Regions from separate parts of the Anas platyrhynchos genome. Here region 2 is linked to region 1. Evidence: chromatin contacts called from public Hi-C data. All regions are on one chromosome and are shown on one strand. Each heading gives the region's core, a stretch centred on a gene start, on an enhancer-like site or on the middle of the called end of the contact. The rest is flanking DNA. Distances are from core to core; before and after follow the strand shown.

Evidence for each region. A called contact is a pair of places that touch in the nucleus more often than the background predicts.
Region 2: a Hi-C map of liver shows a contact between it and region 1, with 2.1 times the contacts expected there. The contact joins two enhancer-like sites. A contact is called at or near these places in 3 of 8 Hi-C or Micro-C datasets (liver, skeletal muscle and subcutaneous adipose tissue).

Annotation. Positions count from the first base shown.
Region 1 is chr14:13,959,676-13,962,228 of IASCAAS_PekinDuck_T2T, forward strand. No RefSeq gene overlaps it. Among named protein-coding and RNA genes, the nearest start is that of FBXW11, 97 kb to the left of the region's middle. Within about 2 kb of position 1,281, at least 3 of the 8 cell types and tissues checked have an H3K27ac peak or open chromatin away from gene starts, as enhancers often do.
Region 2 is chr14:14,078,939-14,081,491 of IASCAAS_PekinDuck_T2T, forward strand. No RefSeq gene overlaps it. Among named protein-coding and RNA genes, the nearest start is that of FBXW11, 220 kb to the left of the region's middle. Within about 2 kb of position 1,278, at least 1 of the 8 cell types and tissues checked has an H3K27ac peak or open chromatin away from gene starts, as enhancers often do.

The DNA of each region.
Region 1 (2,553 bases), core at 31-2,530:
CATTAAGTGTGGCTGAATTTAATTTCTTACTCAGACTGTAAATCTTTCCCCTCTGTCTATCTCTAGCCCACTTCATCTTACTTCAGCACTTCCTGCTAGGTATATGTGGTGTTCACAAGACAGTGTTATTCCACAATGACTAAGTTGTCCTGAAGTGTGTTATGGTTTAATAACAACAGGAATTAGGTTTGCTGCTACCAAAACCATTTTATTATGACACATCCAAAGACATAAAACTCTCTTGTGCAATAATAAAGGAAAAAAAAAAAGCTCTTTCCATCCACTTGTACAAAAGAAGCCTCAAGAGATTAGTACCATAATAAGAAGAAAACAAACATGATTCAGTTTAGAAAAATGTAGCTAATATGTCTAAAGGAAAATGCAAGTACTTAATCAGACAGAGAGAAATTTGGGAAGCAGTATTATTGGACATGACCTGTGATTAATGGGCAGACAGAAAATCAAATATTAAATAGATAATTATGCTTTATGCTGAGATGGCACTGCCGTTGTGAGATTTGAGGTATCATATTCAGTTGCGTGTATTCCAGTTGGGTGGAAGATGTGAATGAGTCAGTGAAGATTAAATAGCCTTAAAAATAATCAGATGAGGAAGATTAAAAAAAAAAAAAAAAAGGTGGGGGAGAGGGAATAATTAATAAGAAAGCAAGTATTGAGAATTTGGCTAAGTGATGGCACAAGGAAGCGTGAAGGAGCTCAAATATACAAAAAGCTTAAAAGGGAAGAGGAACCGTACAATGCAACATGAGATGGAATCTGAAAGTGAGAGAAAAGATAATTTTGGGTCAACTAGAAAAAGAGGACTGGAACATCTCAAGACTTTAAAAAAAAAAAAAAAAGAAAGAAAAAAGAAAAAAAAAAAAAAGAAAAAACCCTGCATTTTATTTAAACCAAACACATTAAAGTGCTGGGAAACATTAGACTAAACAACTTGATTAACAGTTGGGCAGGAGGCAGGGAGAAGGGATAAGAATGGAGAAATTAGGTCAGTCTTATACATCTCTAATTTCAGGGCTGATTCAGGCTCATCTCACTAATGTGCTTGGGGTTATCTTGTCTGAACGTCAGTGGATTGAAAGGTTGGGTCAAGTTTAGAGAAGTTTATCTGAGTTCTCTCATAGAACTGCTGTGAACTTTAAACTGGGGCAGATAAGGGGTTGCTGCCTTTGGAAAGCTTCCTAGTTACTCAAAGGTTTGAAACAGAGGATAGAACTTCCTCTTGTCATCAGCCCTTTCAGTCTTAAACAACTAAGAGCTATACCCTCAGGGCTACTGTGGATGCTGAGTTAAGGCTACCCTTTTTAGTTAACCAAGATAAATCTGTAACGTACAGTGACAAAAGTAAGCACAAGCTTCCTTCTGTTTTGTCACTGTGCCCACTCTGGCTCAATATCAGAGATGAAAAAATGTGAAGTTACGTATTATTGATAGTAAAGTGTTAATGGGATCTTTTCAGACCTTACAGTGAAAGGTTCATTTTGGTTCACTTCTTATTTTCTCCAGCCTATTTGCACAGCTTTCCTTGTTACGCAGGGTATCAGACAAAAATGCTAATGCTTGAGAAGTGTTCTGCTTGCTTGTGACCTCTGTTTCACCTGAGTAGGAGCCACGGAGAAATACAACCAAACGTTTTCAGGAGCCTCCATAGCACAGGAACTGAGCCACATGACCTGCAAGTCTCCCGGTCAGTGGACTTCGTACGGGCCGACACGGAGGCAGACGGGAAGTGAGAGTTCACTGAGAAACAACACATCCGCGCCGGTGCGCCGAGGTGCGGGATGCCAGCCTGAATTCCTGACGTGTTAGCGTTCGAGCCGCAGGCTACTGCCAATGGCTCTCCGGCCAAGCCAGGCCAAACAAAAAGTTCCTCTTGAATGTTAAAATTAGAAATAAGATATTACTCAGTTGGATATCACAATAGCAGCGGTTGCTCACACTTACTCACGATTGTTCTAACAGGTTTAGGGCTGACTCCATCCCCTCCTTTCCAGAGGGTGCAGGACTTGACCCTATCTTGAACTCTCACCATTCTCTTCTAATATGGTAGTGCGGAGTCCGCAACAATGAAACAGTGATGCTTTGTTTCCTTGAACTTCTTAAGAAACAAGGGTCAATTTTTAATTGCCTGTTAAAAGCCTGTTTTGACAGTGCTTTGAAACTGTCAGGTAGATGCATCTGTTTCACTTACATTTGTCTGGGGACAGGGATGTAAAGAAAGGGGACAAGCAGACAGGGGAAAACAGGTCAGCAGAGCTTGGTGTACTATGCGGTTGTCTGGTATAACAAACAAATGACTTAGAGATGGGTAATATCCTAAAGTTTCACATTTGTAGAACAGAAAGACTCTCTGTTCTGTTAGTAGCATGATAAAAGGCATTCTTCATGAGTGAAAATCATTTGTACTAACATGCAGGACTTTGGGAAGGGGCAGACAGAAGGACAGGACATACCCATAGAGCACTTGTTTCTTTGTTTTGTTTTCTATCTCTTAGTTTCAGGTCTTTGTTTCTCCAGCATTGGTTACATATCTAA
Region 2 (2,553 bases), core at 28-2,527, 120 kb after region 1:
ACAAAATGAAGCAAAAATGTCCTGTCCTGCTCCCTGGCCCGATAGCAGACTGGGTGCCTCGTTGAAACACGATGCTGTTCACACGACTCCTTTGTCACAGCGTTTGGTGATTATGCTCTCTAGCCAGGTGGGCTGTGCAGCAGTGTAGGAGGGGGTCACACCTGAGCCACGTAGCCAAACTCTAAATTTCTGACACTGCAGGTTTGGTCATGATGAGTTCATCACGCTGTTTGCTACTATTATCCCCTTTTTTTCTTTGGATGTGTGCAGGTTCACAGAGCGAAGGTATCAGTGGCCGTAAGGAATGCAGGTCCCCTTTACCAGTTGTTCTGCCAGCCTTGAATGTTTGTCAGGTATTTCAGACAGGAAAGTTCAGGGAGCTTTTCCTCAGTGTGGTGCAAATCCTGCTGCTAAGAAAGGAGCCCAGGAAGATAACCTGCCTCTTCCCATGTTCAGCATTTCCCAGCTGATGTGAACCTCAGTCATGTGGATTCAACTACTGGCTCTGCAATGCTACCCGAAGATAAGGCGGTAACAACTCATTTGTATCCCCAAATGATACAAACCAGAAGCAGATCTCACCATTTGTAAGTGGCTCCCTATCGGAGGGGGACTAGAGGTGAGAATAACTGTGCTGACTGCCAGCTCAGAGCTTCAGTGATTAATACTGGTAAATCCTTCAAACCGTATAAACAGAAAGACAGCATTGTGCATAGTCCTTGGTACAGGCTCTGTGCCATTCACTTGCAGTGTTCCTAATGCATCTCTGAAATTAAACTATATTTAGTTCTTTGTGCAAGAAATTAATGTGGATTTATATATGTACTTGCGCTTCCATGTTCAGGAGGGAGAGATGAGTACTCTCCTCTTGGAAGTGGAGATTACTTCATGCACAGCTTTTTGGCGAGTAAAAATAGATTTATTCTATTTTTGCATGTTCATCTGATTCAGTGCTGAAATCTCTGAAGCAAATGCAGCAGCCCCAGTTGCATTCAGCTCAGGATCATGTTCTGAATGATGATGAAAGAGCAGAAATGTGTTACGCTACACTAAATAAAAGGGAGGGGTTGGAGGAGGGTATTGAACACTGAGTTTGCTCATTTGATTTGTAAGCATATGAAATAGCCTGCCAGTTTCTTCAGCTAAGCACATAAATTACTTATATCGTGGTTGTGTGTTCTCTGTGCTTGCTGTTATCATTGGAAGCAGTTTTATCAGACTCCAGTCCCCACGGTACTTCAGAAAGTTGTAAGAGTGCAAAGCTATCTGAAGGTCGTTTGCAATCTTAACTTGAATTACTTAGAAATTACTAGCTGCTGTCAGCTGCTATAACAGTGCTGATATGTATCATAGGAGTTGTACGGTGACATGGGAGATGTACTGAAGGTATCTGAAACAGAAGCAAAATGTGTGGCTTTTGTGTGTAGGCAGGAGGATATTTCACTGTCAGCTCTGAACACGATCCCTGTACGGCAAGGCGCGGTGACTCCCTACTCATGGAGGCTGCTGACAGTGAGACAGGCACTTGGAAATTCGTCTTCTCCAAGGATTTCATAGGCAGATGGCAGATTTCCAGGAGTAATCTGCTGGGGCCGGGCGGGAGACGCATTGAAATAGCCTTGGTTTCGTGCCAGTTGACTGGCAGCGGAACAAGATTCTCCAGGGAGGCTGTTCGGCCTCCATCCCTGGGAGGTTTTCAAGACCAGAGTGGTCGAAGTCTGGAGAAACCTGCTCTGGTCTCATAGCTGACCTGCTCTGAGCAGGAGGTTGGACCAGAGGACCTCGTGAGGTCATTTCCAACCCAAATAATGCTGTGATAAGCTGCAGAGTAGGTTTGGCTTTAGTCGGAGGGATTTGTTGGAAGAGCAGGTGGGAGAGGATGTCGTAGGAAGCCCCCTCCTTCCTTTGAGTCAACATGAAGTCACTCATACTGCCTTGAGGAGTTCACCCTGTGTGTGCATCCACACCACGGGTATGACCAAGGAAACCCTAACACACCTTGTGTTGAAGCTGCTGAAGTCCCTGCTTGGGGTTCTCAGCTCCCGTAGGGGTGAAGCTGTGCTGCCTCAGCAGCAGAGGACAGAGCTGCTTGGTACTTACCTCCAGCTCCTGCATCCACCAGGACGCTGGCAAGCTCTCTGGTGACAGATATGTGTCGTGGTTGCCTGCGTGATCTCCTCTTCAGTCACAGGCCCTTGGAACCTAGTGTGTATCAACAGTAAATAGTTGAAGAGCAGAGAGCAAAAACCCTGAATTTGTATCTGTGGGGCACTTCTAGGGAATTACTGACAGCTACAATGCTTTCTGTATCTGATAGGACTGTGTTTTGTCACCTAGCGCCTAGCTAATAAGCCACAAAAGCTAATTATGACATAAAAGCGAGGTCACATCTGACCTGGTCCCACCCCCTGCATCAGTTTGCAGGCAGGTGCTGGCTGTGGGACCCTCGTGGCACAGGCTGTGTCAGGGCAGCAGCAGCCCCGTGCAGGTGAGGGCACACCTCAGGCTTCCCCCCCATTTCTGTGCCCCCCCCCCCCAAAGCTCTCGCGTTGC